Linked DNA regions of Zea mays: all the other regions are linked to region 3. Evidence: chromatin contacts called from public Hi-C data. All regions are on one chromosome and are shown on one strand. Each heading gives the region's core, a stretch centred on a gene start, on an enhancer-like site or on the middle of the called end of the contact. The rest is flanking DNA. Distances are from core to core; before and after follow the strand shown. Region 1 has its middle 21 kb from the start of LOC111589745. Region 2 has its middle 14 kb from the start of LOC118472905. Region 3 holds the start of LOC606487.

The links. A called contact is a pair of places that touch in the nucleus more often than the background predicts.
Region 1: a Hi-C map of ear shows a contact between it and region 3, with 2.7 times the contacts expected there. The contact joins the enhancer-like site here to the promoter of LOC606487 in region 3. A contact is called at or near these places in 2 of 25 Hi-C or Micro-C datasets (ear and tassel).
Region 2: a contact with region 3 is called in a Hi-C map of ear, with 3 times the contacts expected there. The contact joins the enhancer-like site here to the promoter of LOC606487 in region 3. A contact is called at or near these places in 2 of 25 Hi-C or Micro-C datasets (ear and tassel).

The regions. Positions count from the first base shown.
Region 1 is chr7:12,733,111-12,735,810 of Zm-B73-REFERENCE-NAM-5.0, reverse strand. No RefSeq gene overlaps it. Among protein-coding and RNA genes, the nearest start is that of LOC111589745, 21 kb to the left of the region's middle. Within about 2 kb of position 1,325, at least 18 of the 20 cell types and tissues checked have an H3K27ac peak or open chromatin away from gene starts, as enhancers often do. A contact at or near this core is called in ear and tassel, where this site is marked.
Region 2 is chr7:12,914,493-12,917,266 of Zm-B73-REFERENCE-NAM-5.0, reverse strand. No RefSeq gene overlaps it. Among protein-coding and RNA genes, the nearest start is that of LOC118472905, 14 kb to the left of the region's middle. Within about 2 kb of position 1,471, at least 18 of the 20 cell types and tissues checked have an H3K27ac peak or open chromatin away from gene starts, as enhancers often do. A contact at or near this core is called in ear and tassel, where this site is marked.
Region 3 is chr7:13,500,564-13,503,337 of Zm-B73-REFERENCE-NAM-5.0, reverse strand. LOC606487 reads left to right here and starts at 1,407. Exons shown (of 3, transcript NM_001112341.1): 1 at 1,407-1,496. The coding sequence starts at 1,407.

The DNA of each region.
Region 1 (2,700 bases), core at 76-2,575, 770 kb after region 3:
CACTCCATGTTCCATTTAAAAATAATGATCTTGACATGAACAATAAATAAAATAATAGAATAATTAGAACATGGACATAAGGTGATATTAATCCTAAAACCATATACAGCAATAGCAAAACTACCCAAATAGTTCAGGGGTACACAAGGTATAAAGATAATCAGACTAGGGTGACCTATTAGGTCCCATTAAAATTAAACCTATGCATGAATAAATAATTATAAAGAACATTATTAGATAAACAAAATTGATCAAGGGCACAACTTGTGTGGGACTTGAGATTCTAGGTATCAGGATGATCTTCAGATGACTCGTGACCTCACTGCTAAACGTAGCAATACAGACAAACATAGTATAAGCAAAATTAACATTACAACAAACATAAGAATAAACTGCATAATAATAATCTATGCGTAGCTACGAGATCGTGGGTTCGAGAATCGCTAAATTCAGAGTTACGATTAAGGAGTTGTGATTTATGGAAGATCTATGAGATTTAAATATTAAACTATATTATGAATTGGTTAGTATACATCATATGAGAGAATATTTTATAACTAATTAACTCAACTTTAATCTTAATTACAACTTTACTAGAGCTCATATTTTAATCAAATTATAATCATGGACAGTTTAGCTTTGATTCAGAAGAGTTAATCTAGTAGACATAGAATAAATAATTATCTAACTATAAAATTATGTGATATGGTATAATTAATGCTGTTACTGCATAATAAATATTTATACGAAGCTAACGCAACTTGAACGGATTGAAACAGAGTTAAAATGAATTAGTTATGATTTTCCAAAGTTTTAAGTGGTAGATACTAAACAAATCAAGCGTATAATTTTAACCATATGCTTCATACTAAAATAAGATTACTAGAGGATGAACAATATTACTATGAATTTAATGCAACTAAAACGGATCAAAAAGGAGTTCGAATGAATTTCTTATGAATTAAACAAGATTCTGGAATTATTTTTATACTAGAAATCATTTTTCTATATTAATTACTGGATTTATTTAAGCTCTGGGCCGCGGGTACTAATTATCAGAGGTTCGGGGGCAAAACTATAAATTCCAGGGGCCCACCCGTATTTATTTTATACAGCCAGAGGATGGCGGGTTAATTTCTTAAATCGCTGAGGGCTTTTTAACAAAATAGCCGCGGCGAAGGGGTATCGGTGAGCAATGGTCGTTGGATCAGCGATTCGTGGCGAGGATTAGATCCAAACGTTTACTGAACCGGTATAGCTATCAGCCGCAAGATCGGAGATCAACGGCTACAACTTAATGGAACATGATCTGTTTCGAGCCATAGGATACCGATCCAACGGCACAGATCCAATGCCCTAGGAGGTATGCTAAACCTAATCTGGGCCGCCCATCTATGGATCCATGGTTCTGCGTATGATCTTCTACCCCCAGCCTGAACACGGCGGCGCAGCAGTGAACGACGGCGGAGCTCCCGCCGTCGTGCGGTGATCCACGGCTCTGGTGCACTACTTGATAAATTGAAACACGCTAAACGACTCTAAGGCCAACACGGACAGGATGGGAGAAAGCTCAATAGAAAAGGTGCGACGGAGATCGCTGGCCACAGGATAGCATCAAATCAGCGGCGGAGTTAATCTCCGGCGAGCAATTCGTTGAGCACTGATCATCCGCAGCCGCCCAACACCACACAGGGACACCCTCAGGCCATCAATGAAGTATCCTGAGCACATATGTGCCCAAACAACGGCACCGACGAGCAGCGAGACGCAGCCCCTGGCAGAGGACAGCCCCAGCGAGGAACCACAACTCCCCCGCGTATCCCGGAGCACGGCGACTGCACCATGCCCATCGACAGGGTCGGCCGCCTCCCAGACAACACCAGCCATACCCAACAATGCCCCAGCATGAAATCAACCCCGGTGGTACTCCACTTTCTCTCCCTACGGTTGGCACGATGGTGGCACCCTCATCGATCTCTCTCCCTCGATTTGATGGTGGCAGCGGAAACCCAGGGGGTCCTTGGTCCTGGGGTTCGCAGCGGAGCCACCAGGCCACGCTTTTTCATTTAAGAGTTTCTTGATTATTTTAAGAATATGCATAATTTATGAATAAAACAAATCAATGGAGTGTCTTCTATTATTTATTTTTTTCGAGTTTCAATTTTATGTGTTAAACTTAAAAAGAAAATCTAGTCCAGATTTGAGTCATCTAAATTTAATACTCATTTAGATAAAAGTCATTTTATGAAATGAATAATCATTTAGTTGAATAGAAAATATTTTTATTACTTCTTTTCTTAATTAACTCTTAGTTTCGAGATTCAGTCCTCAAAAATCAAAGCTTAAGTATAAATTGAGATATCTAAATTTACTATATCATTTATTTATTTATTTATTTTATTATTTTCTCTTATACGAATTTTGGGCTTTACAACCCCAACACACATGTTGGTCGCTACTAGAGCGCCATCGCTGCTCCACATGCTTTCTGCCCTACTCCCACCGTGCTTAATCTAGCGCTCACCACCACTGCAGCGGGCAAGTCACCCCTTGAGCCCTCGCACCTACACCTCCCTACCCTGCGAGTCTGCAACACCACCACAGCCGCTACTGCTTAGGTAGAGCGTCGTCGTTGCTGCCCTGCAGGCCTCGCTCCTATCTTGGGCTAGCGAGCGATGACGCCTTCGTGCTGCCAGCTCT
Region 2 (2,774 bases), core at 222-2,721, 590 kb after region 3:
CAAAATTGAATTTAAGTTCCATAAATTAATCATTAGAGAGTCATGAGCTGCTCTTGACCGTGAGCTCGGCTAGTATACCAGTTTTACACTCTGCAGAGGTTGTACCCTTTACCGACAAGTCATGTTACTCATCTGCCAAGGTATCGCGACTCCCATACACCTCTACCTAAGAAGCGAGGTAGGGCAACACTGCGAGGCATTTACAAAGTTCCACTAGCTTCCGAAAAGGCGCTACAGTTTATGGGAAGAGCACTTGCAAGAATCCCTCGTCTGACCGCCATCGCAGCAAAATCAACCTGAGAACCTTCATGCATGCAACTCCCCTACTGCCCTTGCCCTTTTCGGGTAAGGTAGTCTTCCACTAGCTTTCCTAATTAGTCAGCCAAGGGTGTCCCATTAAAACCTTGTGGTGGCACGTGTTTCTCAAGTTAAGCTCCATGTTCCAATTAACATTAATGATCTTGACATGAACATAAATAGAATAACAAAATAACTGGAACATGGATATAATAAATGATTATCCCAAAACCATGTAAAACTATAGCAAACTACCCAAGTGATTCAGGAGTAAACAAGGTAATGAGATAAACAATCTAGGGTGACCTATCGGGTCCCATCAAAATTAACCTATGCATGAATAAGTGACATTAAAGAGCATTATTGGGTAAAAAGTGGTCAAGGGCACAACTTGCCTTCAATGAGCTCCTGCTCAGCTACTTCTATCTGCTGGTCACTATGATCCTCACTCACAGGTTCTTCTACTCGCCACAATATAAACAAGCACAATATAGAGAAAATTAACATCACACCAAACATGTAAGGAAAATACATACTAATAATATACACATTAAAATAAAATCCTAGGAACAGAAATCATAATTTTTGGAGTTATAGATTTTGAGATATGAATTTCCAAAGGTTTTATGTGCTTGAAATAGAATTAAATGAGAAATTATTTTTCTTACTGTTGTCATGACAAAACAGAGACTCTAAGCGATAGAGAATAATACTACAAAATTTTAGGAACTGGAATGGACTAATTTGGAGTTCATATGAATTTGCTATGAATTTTACAATTCCTAGCATTTATTTTCATATTAAAAATCTATTTTCCAATTTATTTATTCAATTTCAAACTGTACTGGACTGGGCCTCATTTTCCAGAAAGTGTAGGGGCTACAGGGTAAAACTTCTAAGACTCAGGAAACAGTCCACACGGACGGCGGGTTGATTCCTAGATTTTCTAGGGTCCCCTATGTAAACTAGCGCTGCGAAGAGGTATCGGCCACAATGGGCTGTTGGATCAGACGTGGATCCATCAGATTGAATCTAAGTTTTATGAAACGTAACGCGCGTGAAGTCGTTGGATCAACAGTGAACGACCCGAATTTAATGAGTCATAGATCCACTCCGCGCCACTGGATCACGATCTAACGTTCCATGACAGTTTCCCCAATCAGTACGCCAGCTCCTAATCTTAGCCGTTGAACTAGATATCAACGGCATATGCTTCTCCCCCAAGCTACTGTCGACCGGTACCTAGTCGTCTCCTACCTCCTGTCAGCGCACTGAGTGGCGCACATGTCACCGCAACGGAGTAAGCCCCGTCGGCGTTGGCTACGTCGTCCTATGAGCCATATGGTTCTAACGAACACGACCGAGGACCGAACGCCATGACGCCGCTAGCCAACCCGTATGGATCTGCCCGCTCAAACCCCCCCTGCGCCCGAACAAGGTGACACGGTGACTCTGCCCGCCACCGGCGAGCAATTAAGCTCCCAACCGTACCTAATCACGCGTCCTAACAGGACCTAGAGAAGGCGGAGACGAGAGTGGACATGATGAAGGTTACCTCAACGGCGGAGGAAGCAGCGACGCTGATGGTCTAGGACTCGGTCGAATCGGTCATGAGTCTTAATTTCGAGAGCGAAACCTCAACCCCGCTTCCCAATCTCCCCTGGCGAGGCTCTGATTCCCGCCCCGTTGACATCGCGAAGCCCAACAGCTAATGTCGGCGCATTGAACGACGGTGAGGAGGAAGTACAGCGGTGGCGGCGACTTTCTTTTGGTTCTTCGCTCGGTGTTCACGCCAACGGTGGGGTTCAAGTGGAGGAATAGGGTCTAGATTAGAGGGGATGGGTTCGCCCTTTATGCGCGCTGAAGATTCCGCCCCCAGTCAATCCCCCATCACGGACCCACCGAATCGAACAGACTCCGGTGGACTCGGCGTTCGCTGCAACAAACTCCTAAACGCAAGGGGAAGGAGACGCACCTGACGATAGGGTCCCGCTGCCAGTGTCGACGAACGGATGCAGGCGCGCACCAGAGTCACCGACCGAGCGGGCCCACCCGTCGGCGCACTCTAGGGAGGCGTGAGCCTGGTCGTGCGGTATAACAGGGCAATGACCGGTTAGGGAAATAGGAGTGGGCTGAGGGAAAAGTTTGGACCCATTCACGTTCTTTCTTCTTTTCTTTTTTTATTTCATTTTCCCATTTTTGATTTCGAATTTAGAATTTAAATTTGGTTGTGACTTGCACATATATCAATGTACAAATTCAAATCTTATGATAAAAGAATATATTTATTTCCTTTATTTTATGTGGTATTCTCTTCTCTTTCTCCAAAGTTTTGCTCCCCATTTAGGTTTTAAATTCTAGTTTGTATATCAATGTATTGTTTTTTATATTATTAATTTTATTATTTATAGATGCACAATCAAATAAACTCCAGAATGATGCATAAGTTTTTTTGTGTCTTTGATTTAGTTGTCCAC
Region 3 (2,774 bases), core at 158-2,657:
CAGGCTCAATCTTGTGTCATGTCCTAGGTTTTATGGCTATGCATTTACATACGCCCCTGTTTTTTCAGTTTTTTTAGCTTTTTGGCCACCAAAAGCTGCGGACAGCCAAACACTTAGCTTCTCAGACAGTTTTTATAAAATTCGTTTGAGTAAAAATTATTCAAAAATCAACATAAACACATATACGGTTGAGTCGTTGAAATAGTAGAAATCCGTCACTTTCTAGATTCTGAGCCCTATGTACACCTTTATTTTCATCCGCATGTAATCTTAATGATACTCAGATTCTCTATACAGTCAGATTCTTCCTACAGCTAAATTTTTAGAAAAACTTGTCAAAAAAAAGCTGAACCAAACATGTAGTGATTTCCCTCATACCTTGTCATGCAGGTACGACTACAAGAGCGTAAAATAACACATGCAATCCAACAAATTAAGAATGTATTTGGTTCACGTTTCTAAACCAAATTTAATACTAAAATCTAGAATCTCAATTAAGCGATGACAAAAACAGAATATTTTTTTAAAAAATTATAATTTTTAGTTCAATTGATAATCGCCTTCTACCCTACCTCATAACAACTTTCTCATAGATAACAGTTAGAATTAGTTTTTTATTAATCTATAGCTAAACTAAATAAAACCTAATTATGACTATTATTGCAACTAATGTAGTTAGTAGTTGCAACCTCAAACCCAAACGACATGGATTGTATTTTCCATTGTTTTAAATTATAAGGTATTTTATTTTTTCTAGATTTATTATTTTTCTATATATATATATATATATATATATATATATATATATATATATATATATATATTATACTACAAAAAATGTTAAAACGTCTTATAATATGCCACAAGAGAACTACCAACTAGAATAAGTTTCCATTAAAAAATTCTACACATTTGCTAAAAATATCCATACGGTTTTTAAAATGCATTTTAAAACATTTTAAAAAGATAACACGCCCGTGGTAGCTACTCGTTCAGATTTAAATAACCGTATCAATATAAACGGTCAAGTTTATATTAACGTAGCCATACACATTTTAAAATATAATTAAAATAGATAAATAATAAATGTATTAACGGTCAAGTTTCAAATACGCTGACCGGTCAAGTTTATATTTTGCGGGCCGTCGACAAGCACAAGTGGGGAACCTTCGAGAATTCGAGAAAATAACACGGCAGCCGCCCACGAGCGCGGTGACGTACGTAACCCCGCGTACGCGGCCCGTAACCGCAACGTGGGCCGCCAGGGCTTTCCGGTCATTTCTCAACCCAGTCGCTGCGCCTATAAATGTCGCGTGCACGCGCACCGGATGAGGCCACCAAAGGTACCTTGCAATCACAACGAACAGAAGCTCTCGATCTCACCGACACCGAGGAAGAAGAGATCAATGGCGTCCGAGCAGGGAGTCGTGATCGCGTGCCACAGCAAGGCTGAGTTCGACGCCCACATGACCAAGGCCCAGGAAGCCGGCAAGCTGGTACGCGTCCCCGTGCCTCGTCTTCCTCGATCCCCATTCCCGTGATTTTGTTTGGAAAGCTGTTTAGGGGATTCCGCGGTTCAAATCGATTCGTCTTTGGTTTCCTTATTATGCGGTCGCCCCCCTGTTCAAATTTGCTCTGAATCGCATCTGGGATGCTTGTGTTCGGGGGTGATTAGGGTGCGGCGCGTGTAGTGGGCAGGATTTTAGGGATTTTAGCGGGTCCGTACAGTCCGTCTCCGTCCAGGGATTATGTTGATTGATGTAGCCTGAGACGATTTGATGTCCACGGTTGTGCACACAGATTTATTATGGGTGGAGTATTGATATGTGCATGCAACGAATTTATTGCACATGCTTTTCGTGGTTACTTAGTAATTATAGGTGTGATTTAAATTAGTTTGCCCTACTGCTGATCTCTATGCTGAACCGGAAACCCGTATGAGCTTTGCGGCAACATTTGTGTGAGTAATTTGAGCTGGCAGTTGCTCTATTTGGAGATCTGTATTTCCACTAAATCTACGAAGTAGTAGATGCATAGATAAACTTAAGCTGTCATAGAAAGTCATTTAAAACATGGGAAGAGTTTGACGTTTAGACCTCTGTTAAGTGCTCATGATGTCATATTGAAATTTCGTACACTCTAAGGGGAGTAATTTGGAATTGGGGAAAGAATTCAACAGCTGCAGTTGAGATTTGCTAGGAAGTCAAGTTGAAATTGGGAAGGATTCAAGGGCTACAGACCACCTCCGTACCTTCTCCTGTACCTTCTCCTGTGTACTGTAGAGTAACTGATTTTAGGTCTTTTTGTTTGAGGACTAATCTTTAGTTGTCGTTTAGGGGTAGCTTTGGAACTTTATTTTTTCAAAGGATTTCTATTTTTTTAAAGGAAAATGAACTAATTTTCTTTTGAATAATTTTCTTTTGAAAAATGAGAACCTTTGGAAAAATGGGTTCACAAACTAACCTTTAACCTTTTTTTTTGCTAAATAGAAGAACTAAAGTAGATATTAGTGGGGTGTTTAGTTTGAAGAATGAGCTAGTCCATCATCTTCACACTCCACACATTTTTTTTGGTTTGTATAATGGAATAAGTTGATCCATCACTATCTTAATCCTCATATTTAGTTAGTACTAATATAAGAAATGATGTCATCTCACCAAATTTGAAGAATGAACTCATGATGAACTACCTTATTTTGGAGGGAATGATCCCTCAAACCAAACACTCTCTAATTGATTTTAGTGTTAAGTCGTTTAAAGGATAGCTAAAAGAGA